Linked DNA regions of Gossypium hirsutum: region 2 is linked to region 1. A link is a contact called in public Hi-C data. All regions are on one chromosome and are shown on one strand. The core of a region is the stretch at or near the end of the contact, and the rest is flanking DNA. Distances in the headings are between cores, read along the strand shown.

What was found. Hi-C and Micro-C count contacts between places; a contact is called where the count stands out from the background.
Region 2: a Hi-C map of seedling shows a contact between it and region 1, with 1.8 times the contacts expected there. The contact joins the promoter of LOC107945306 here to the enhancer-like site in region 1. A contact is called at or near these places in 2 of 34 Hi-C or Micro-C datasets (leaf and seedling).

What each region holds. Positions count from the first base shown.
Region 1 is chrD12:13,224,555-13,229,405 of Gossypium_hirsutum_v2.1, forward strand. It overlaps LOC107945313, which reads left to right. Exons shown (of 13, transcript XR_001696480.2): 8 at 1-67; 9 at 216-295; 10 at 456-770; 11 at 865-939; 12 at 1,061-1,165; 13 at 1,754-2,362. Among protein-coding and RNA genes, the nearest start is that of LOC107945313, 4.7 kb to the left of the region's middle. Within about 2 kb of position 1,632, at least 1 of the 9 cell types and tissues checked has an H3K27ac peak or open chromatin away from gene starts, as enhancers often do.
Region 2 is chrD12:13,422,773-13,427,477 of Gossypium_hirsutum_v2.1, forward strand. It overlaps LOC107945306 (pentatricopeptide repeat-containing protein At4g37170), which reads right to left and starts at 2,445. Exons shown (of 1, transcript XM_016879264.2): 1 at 1-2,445. The coding sequence starts at 2,343. The coding sequence ends at 289.

The DNA of each region.
Region 1 (4,851 bases), core at 382-2,881:
AGATGTTCTTTTTCATGTTTCATATATTTTTAATCCCATACGCCTGTTTCATCTCTTCCTTGCAGAGGCAAGTCTTTTACACCCTAATCTTATCTCGGCTCCAATTTTGTTGTCCAATAAAAAAAATGTCAATGGGAAAATATGTTTCTATTTCTTTTATTTGAGTAGGTCATAGATAATCCCTGATGTTATGTGTTTCTGTTCATCATCTTTAGTTGCACTATGATCATCAAGTTCTTCTTGATTATCTTATCTCGAAAGACACAGGAATTAGCTGTGCAGAGTATCTCTTAAGGTATGTATTTTAGTTTCCATCTACAACATGCTGTTTCTTAAACTTGGCCGTACAAGGTAGCGTGATAAGACAGCTGTTTTGTTCATTTCCTTTTTACATCTGATTCAATATAACTTGTCATACTTTTCTTCTGGGGTGTGGCCTTTTGTTTATTGTGTAGGTGCTTCCGCATCGTTTGTGATTCATGGCAAACATTTATGGAGTTTTCAGTTTACGGGAAACTAAGTAATCAATTATCTAGCAAGAGAAGAAAAATTTTGTCAGAAAGCTCCAATTTTAAGATAGAGCCGTCATCTGGACCTGTGAAAACGATTCCTTTGTCCCTAGAGAAGAAATTTAATGGTAACCTTGAATATAGACACATGAAACAAATGTATGAGCTAGCCAAAGGTTGTTTGCTTTCTCTGAAAAAGTCCGTGGAGAACCTTCACCTGAAGAACTTGTTCCCGTACAACCCAGAAGTTCTTCTTAAACGGTACTTCATTTCCCTATTACGGTATATTCCTTTCATCAATTCTATAAGGCTCTTCATATGTTTATAAAAGTTCTGTCTCTTGCTTCAATTGCAGCCTAGAAAGATTTCAGGAATTGTGCTTTAAACATTAGGATGAATACATGTTCTGAGGAATGAAAGCCCTAGTCAGGTAACTGAGCTGTCTATAAGGGTTCTTTGTTTCCCTGTTTTCATTTTTTGGAAAACATTCTCATCATTTTCTGATGTTTGTTTGAGGAAAAGAAAGTTAGTCAAAAAAAACGTTTTTGCAGGTCAATGGAAAATAACACTCATTTTCCATAAATTGTCTTACGGGCTGAAAGTTTGTAAGACGTTTTACAATTTCTTTCTCACGTCTCTAAAAGCTTTCTCTCCAGGTACGATTTGCTTCAATATTTGCTTCTCTCTTACAGATTTTCTTCTTATCTAAAAATTTCCTTCATCTTACTAATTTTGTCCAAGTTTTGGTCTTCAACCCTAAACCCAAATTCTTTCATCTTTGCCTCTCTTCATGGGTTTCATTTTGTTGTTTGCTTCTTATATATATATATGCATGTGTGTGTGTGTGTATTCCCTTTAATCTCTTTCACTCTCATACTTCTTTGTGTTTCTCTTTTTAAAATTTTTGGTTCTTGCTTGATAATATGATACACTATTTTTTCATAGATTATGAGTTGTTTATATATATACTTTCTCTATTTATAACTAAAACCCCATGGATCTAACACTCAAAATCCCGTAAAAGCATTGATCTTTTGAATGGATTTTAATTTTAGTCCAAATTGGAGTCCGTTTGATCTACTTTCTCAGTTTACATTCTTTGCCATAGTTTTGTTTATCTAATTTTGTGTGTTACTAAAGTCAGGATGAAGGGAAAGATTCGAATTTAGAAAATAAGGATGGAATTGAAAGGCTAACTGGATATAGAAGAGTTATCTAGGTAATTGTTTTCATTTTCAATATAGTCTTAGGTGACATGTTTGTGAAGTTGAACCAAAACAGAAGAAAGTTGGCAGTCAATGCTAATTGTGAGATATCTTGGGAGATAAAATTTTTGCTGTGTGGGAAGAGAGAGCGAATCGAATACCATTTGAGGCAAGAGTGGAGATAGCTTTGGATACAGGGGTTGCAGGAGTATAGCAAGTATCTTCAATTGTGAGGTATCCTAGAGATAAAATTTCTGCTACAATCCCATGAATGCTTCTGTATTATTATTATTATTATTATTATTTGTTTAGTTGGTTTGGCTTTGTGTAAGCATTACGTTTAGGCTTGGTACGGTGAAAGAAAATTGGAAAGTTGGAAAATTGAAGGGGTACTGTTGGTCTTCTTGATTGAAACAGTTTAAATAAAATGAATAAATGTCAAAACTTCAGTTTCGGTTCAATAAGTGAAGAGGTGTGTGGTCCTCAATCCTACACTTGTTCTTAATCTTCATTGGTTTTTAGTCCTACGTTGTGTCTTCCCTCTGGATGTAGGCCCCTCAATTATTGGGAGGGACTAATATTTTCTTAAGCTCTCTCTTTGTCGGATAATTGGACATTCGGCATTGCAGTATATCATATTTTTGCAAATGATCTCAATTCTATTCTTTTTCATTCAACTTGGAATATTATCTTTTAAATATAGTTTTTTTTTTTCACATCCTACCATCACAATCACATCATCATGAATGAGATTGTCTTTTACATTGTTCTATGGACTCTTCAGTATTGGTTTGAACAGAAATAAGATGTAGAAACTATGTCATTATTTTTAAGGTTCTATTCGCTCCTACTTATATTTTGACATGCAAATGATTTATTGACAAATTAAACCTCAAGGATGTACTGAAACCCAATAATTGTCAACGTTTTACACTGACCAAAACAATGTACCGAGCATTGAATGGAGCATGGTAAGAATATCAAATTTTATAAAAATCTTCTACAACTATTCTTTATAGGACAGTCTTTAAATATTAATAGATGGAGGAGAATCGAGAAACTTTTGTTTTTGAATTGTTAGTGTTGTTTGGTATTTCTTAGTATACGTGCAAATGGATTTCTGAGAGTTCTCATGTCTCTCCATAGAGACATAGCTATCTATTTGGATAGTCACATCTATTAATAATGAATATGATTATTCATTACATATTACTTGAATAATCACAACTTTTGTTAATAATCAAGTAACATAAGTTTTAGTATTTGAGAGACATAACTAATCACTATCAATAGTGACAATTTTTTGTTAACAACCAAGTGATATAACTTTTGAATCACTTGTAACCTTTCAATTATAACTATTAAAACATTATAAATGTTTTGAAAATATTCCAACGATCTTCTCACATTTTCAAAATATTCTAGATTTCGATAATTTTGGAAATCAATTATATAAACGAAAGTGTTTTACGATTGAACCTTTACCTTATGAAAACCTATTAAAGTTAATTGAAATTGCAGGTAGACTATGCTTTAAACAAGCTATTTCATTTGATTAATTGAACACATCTCACACAACGATTTCAACACTAGTTACTTCACAATATCCAAATAAACTATTATGACCATATTTGTAACTTCCTTTCCAAGCTTTACTATTGTAGTTTTGATATTCAATTGTCGACTATATGATTCTCTTCGATTCTTTCGTCTGGCTAAGTGATATGGATGGAACAATGAAGATCAATGGTTTTAATTGGATTACCTATTTACTTTAGCTTATACAGAACTATAATGGTAACTCTTAGCTATTTTTGAGAAGGAAAAAAATAAAGAATATGCAAATGTTACGGGCCTAGAACTTTAGTCTGGCAAACTGTGTGACCTTAGGCATTTTTTTGCTTTAAATCTGCCTAAGTCAACCTAATTCTTGAAATGTGAGAATCCTCTCAAAAATTTCCTAAGGCACCAAAGATAAAGCGGAAGTAACTAAAAAACAAAAGAGCAACGGAAAACTTGGAAAGCCACAGGAAAGCAATTCACACCAAGTGTTTAAGTAAATACTCTCAAATATATTCTTTGTTAGTTATATGACATGTATCTAGGTTTAGTCAATTTTGGCATAAGATTATGTTATATGCAATATTGAGAATAGAATTTGGATGTATGGATTTGGTTGTTGAATGAAATAGGCATATGAGTTCAGAGTATAGTTTGCAATATGTTAAAAGCTGCAAGTATCTATGGCTTAATGAATAGGCATAAATGTTTAATGTTTGGAATGAAATGTTATTAATTAGTTAACATATAGATGAAATGGCATTAGTGCATAGATGATGACAAGAGTTTTGTTATGTTAGAATCATAGATATTTCATGCTTTAGTTGGACTCATGGTTGCTGTATGTATACTTGTTGATTTGAAAATGCAGATTGATGATTCAAGTGAAAATTGTAGAAATAGTATGTGACGTCATGACGTTAAACGCATGTCATTGTGACGATGAGCCCTAAAATAGTATATTACGTCGCGACGAGGAACTCCCTCATGTCGCGACGTTGATCCTGTAATTTGAATATTTTATAATTCAGTCCTTATTCGATCTCAGGATAGCTTTAAAGCTTTCTTAAGCTTGTATAAGACCCACGAATGATTAATACTCCTGTTTGAATGTTTAATGATGTGATTAGTATTTATTTTGATCGTAGTTACTCCAGCAACGAATGTAGCACACTATAGCTCAAACCTAACAATCGGGTCGGGAATAGGATGTTACAGCTAAACCTACGACACGTTTAACTCGAGAACCTGAAAAAATGCTAATCTTGTAATAACATGTAAATCCATGAACAAATACGTCTATAACTCTAATGTCATGCCATACGTATCCTAACCTTTTACTAAGTTCACTCGGGCAATACTTTTGTATAAATGTTAATATCAAATCTTATATATATTTAATTTTTAATTTACAAGGCATATAACCAATCAATAATCATATTGACACCTTGTATTATTTCCATACAACCAATATTCACATGAATTTACAATTTAGTCCAATATAAGACATTTGTGCCAAATTTCCTAATTCTACTCAATTTTAACAAGTATATATATTTAATTAAAGTACAATTCAT
Region 2 (4,705 bases), core at 1,195-3,694, 200 kb after region 1:
CAAGAAAAGATAAAAGCAAATCATTTGATTGAGTTCTGTCAGTCAAATACGAGCATTATCGAATCACCACAAGCTTTATCGCTGGACCATATATCCACTTGATGAAACTAGGTATTTAGCAAACATATCTTGTCTTCTTGAAGCTGGAATACTTGACCAGCTTCAGTAGGCCACAACTTTATATTCTCTATTCTGTTGTACATGCAACGGACTTTCCACTGTGAATAATTGCATTTTAAGTGGAGCAGCATTTTTAGCCTGGTAAAAAGTTCGATTAAGTTTTCAAAATCACCAATAATCTCTACAAGAACAGTTTCCATCTTCAAAGCAATGGAACCGGCTTGAATCCCTTACTGTTATTTTTCTGTTAACAATCTTCGAGATATATTTAATGGCATTATGGCAATCTACACATGTTCTCAAATTCTTGAAAACCTTGAGTGGTGTTCCTGGAGGAGTAGAAATAATTCCAAATGCAACAGCTAACTTCTCACCGTGGTATGAGAGGTTTTGCTCCTTCTGCTCCTCCTCCACATCATGCAGCACAAAATTGGTGTCAGGGACATACCCTTCTTCCCTCATTCGCTTAGAAAGCTTCCCTAAGAACTCATGTATTTCCTTGGATTTTGGGTGAGAAGTATCTCCCACTAAGAAAACATGTATCTCTCTCTTCACCTCAATCCAGCTCAAACCTGGTTTCTTTACCACTCCCTTGTCATCCATTGACCTTCTAATTTTGGCGACCTCATCCCACCTACCAGCAGTGGCATATATGTTGGCCATAGTAACATAGGTCGCTGGATTTTCTGGCTCTATCTCAAACAATGCTTTAGCAGCTTTTTCGGCCAATTCAAGGTTACCATGAATTCTACAACCGCCAAGTAAGGAAGCCCACAGAAACTTATCAGGTTTCATGGGCATCTTACTAATGATATTCTCAGCTTCCAGAAATCGGCCAGATCGAGCTAATAAGTCAATTATACAAGCATAATGATCAGCAGTATGAGTTAATCCATGTATGTCCTTTATTGAGTGGAAATATTCTAGCCCTTTATCAACCAATCCAGCATGTGTACAAGCAGAAAGAACCCCGACAAAAGTAATGTGATCAGGTTTCGTATTTGATTTCAGTAACAACTCGAAGTACTCCAAAGCCTCGTCAGGCTGGCCATTCTGAGCATATCCAGTGATCAAAGAAGTCCATGAAACTAAATCAGGTTGAGGCATCCCATTAAACACCCTTTTTCCATTCTCAACAATTCCACACTTGGAGTACATATGAACAAGAGCACTAGCAGCGAAAGACAAAGGATTGAAATAAACCCTTGTCATGTATCCATGAACCTGCTTGCCTATCTCCTCAGCTGCAGCAGCAGCACACGCATTCAGAACACCAGCAAAGGTAAACTCGTTAGGCCATATCCCCGATTTCATTAACTGCCGAAACAATTCAAACCCTTCTTCCCGCCTACCGTCCTTAAAATACCTATCAATCATCGCAGTCCAGGCAACAATATCTCTATCCACCAATTTGTCGAAAACTGACCTTGCTTCATCTATGCTCCCACATTTCCCATACATATCCATTAAAGCACTCCAAACAACGTCATCAAAATCCAACCGAGCTCGCGTTATACGACCATGAATCTCTTTACCTATAATTAAGCAACCCATAGCGGCAGAAGCAGCTAACACGCTGGACACAGTAAATTTGTTCAACTTTGACAGCAAGCTCATTTCCTGCATCCTGTAAAGCTCTAAAGCTTCCTTAGGCTTATCAAAACGAACATAGCCCGAAATCATCGCAGTCCATGAGAAATTATCTCTTTCAGGCATTTCATCAAACAACTTCTTTGCTTCCTTAAGCATCCCCAGTTTAGTATAACCTGATATCAAAGTATTCCAAGAACACAAGTCCTTTTCACTCATTTCATCGAAAACCTTCTGAGCATCAGACAAACTCCCGCATTTTGCATACATATCCAAAAGACGATTACTTATAACTATCCCGGGTAAAAACCCAGAGTATCTCATGCGTTTGTGCACAGTTTTGCCCTCGTTAAGAGCTCTGTTTTGGCAGCAAAGCTGAATGAGAGTTGAGTAAACAGAAGCTGGAGGTCTTTCAATTTGATTGAGGATTTGAATGGCTTCTTTTAAGCGTTTTTGGTTACATAAATTGTGTAATTGGGTTATGCGATTGTCTGTGGTGTTTAGTTTGATAGACGTTCTTCGAGGGGCAGGTATATGAGTCTGGGTTTGAGAAGAAAAGGAAGAAGAAATCATTACTCTGTTTTGGTGAATCAAAGATGAACAATGGGAAATTCTGGAAATTATTGATCTCATAGTTGCAGAAGATTGGGTTGTATAATGTGATTTGGTGATGAAATCTGAAAATCAATAATTTTATATGTGGATGAAAGCTATCATGTCAACGTCACTGAATTTCATCCAAAGCAGTTGAACAAAAAAATAAAAAATAAATAAAAAAATTGGGCCAAAGCAGGTTCAACAAGCCTGACCAAGAAAACCCAATCCAAATGATTGTTATAACTTTTTGAATGTATTTAGGTGACTGAGTATAATTGTAACTCCAAAAATATATATTTTTAAATTTAAAAAATAATATTAATAAACATAAAAATTATTTGAGAAAAAACTTTTCTAAATAAGTAACATATTTAAAATTAAATTATCGTATGTGATATATTAGTCTCAAAAAGTATCCGCAACATGATTACTAATAAAATTAACAAGAAAAATAAATGTCCTATACAATTTTATCTAATAGCTAGCATGTCATATTTTTTGGGTTATTTCTTCTATAATATTTTACAAATATTCCTTGTTATTATTGGTTAGTTCTTAAATAAGTATAAGTAATCAATAAAAAAAGGTAAGCTATTAATCAGTCTAAAATGATATCGTTTTTTATTTTTGTAATTCTCAATATATTTTTATCAGTTTAATCATTATTATTAAAAAAGTTCAAAATGGTTATCTCCATAATGAAAAGTTGATTGAGCGTCAACAATTTTCACCTTCTTCTTTGTCACATCTCGGTTTGGCGGACCTGTATTTTGAAAGACTGTTCAAGTTGGATCGGCAAGGATTTTTTGCCCGTGAGCTAAGGTTAATTCTCACGTTGGAATGATTTTTTTTGTCACTTCACCTCGGGCGAATTGTTTCGTAGTGTTTCGCCGTCTTGCGAACTCCCATTCTGTAACACCCCGTACCCGAGACCGTTGCCGGAGTCGGACACGAGGGGTTCACAGACTAAATTCGCTTACTATCGCAGTCGATTTTAAAATTTTCCAGGCAGTTGGCTAACTGCGACACTGTCACCTTAAAAATCATATCTTGAGTTTCACAACTCGAAAATCAGTTTCGTAATTTTTCCCTGAAACTAGACTCATATGCCCATCTACATATTTTTTTCTAGAATTTTTGGTCGGGCCAATTAGTACAGTTTATTAGTCAAAGTCTCCCATGTTACAGGGATCGACTACACTGACCTTTGCGCATTACGACTTGGATATCTCCCTGCACAGAGCTTCAATACTGATGCCGTTTGTTTCTATAGAAACCAAACTCAGAGAGGAATCTATAAATATATGGCATGACTCCTAATTATCTCTGGTTAATTTATAATGAATTTCCAAAGTCGGAACACGGAATCCAGAAACCGTTCTGGCCCTGTCTCACGAGAACCTGAATATCTCTTAACATACTGTCCATATGATCGTTTCGTTACTTTCCTATGAAAATAGATTCATCAAGGTTCATTTACATAATTTATTCATTATTTAATTCCAATCCTACTATTTTTAGTGATTTTCCAAATCTACATCACTGCTGCTGCCAGCATCTGCCTTTAAGGTAGACTTTACCTATTTCATAGTTTCCATGATTCAACTAGCCCTTTTAGCATAAATAGCGCAAATTATGATAGTGATTAACCATTCCATACCAAATGATTATAACATTATGCTCAAACATATATAAGCCATTTTCGCATGGCTATATACATTAACCAAAATATTCTTCCGCCACTAGTCTATTTTATACATGCCATAAGATAATCCAAAACATAGCAGTACCAAACAGTGGATAGTGATAGTGTGACTAGTTGCTGATGATCCCCGAGCCTGTAGCTTCGCAATGAGATCTATAAAACAGAGGAAACAGAGTAAACGGAGTAAGCATTACAATGCTTAGTAAGTTTTAAGCAGTGTCAACAGATAACAATCAAATTATAACATAGTTGTTCGTATTTTTATTTCACTCTTCCTTCGGGCATACCATCCCTTTACCGAATATGCACATCTCATCATATACAATAGGCAGATAAACTTTCACATAAAAGTGAGCTCATGTGACATAGATATATCGTATGATTTCACATCACCTCTCACACTGATCCGATGTCACATAATCATAGGAATAGTCTCATAGATTGCTCTCGTATGCATCACATAACTACCTTATGATTTAGTGCAAATCAAGCTCACATATAAACTTGGAGTACATACCTGTTTAACCTTTCGCATTGAATATATTTATAAGCAATTCTTATTACGAAGTCTTACCCGGACATAATCTCCACACGAAGTTATCGGGTCTTACCCGGACAAAATTCCCACACGTAGTCATCGGGTCTTTAGAGCTCGGATATAGTACGAGCACGAAGCTTACGGACATTAATCAG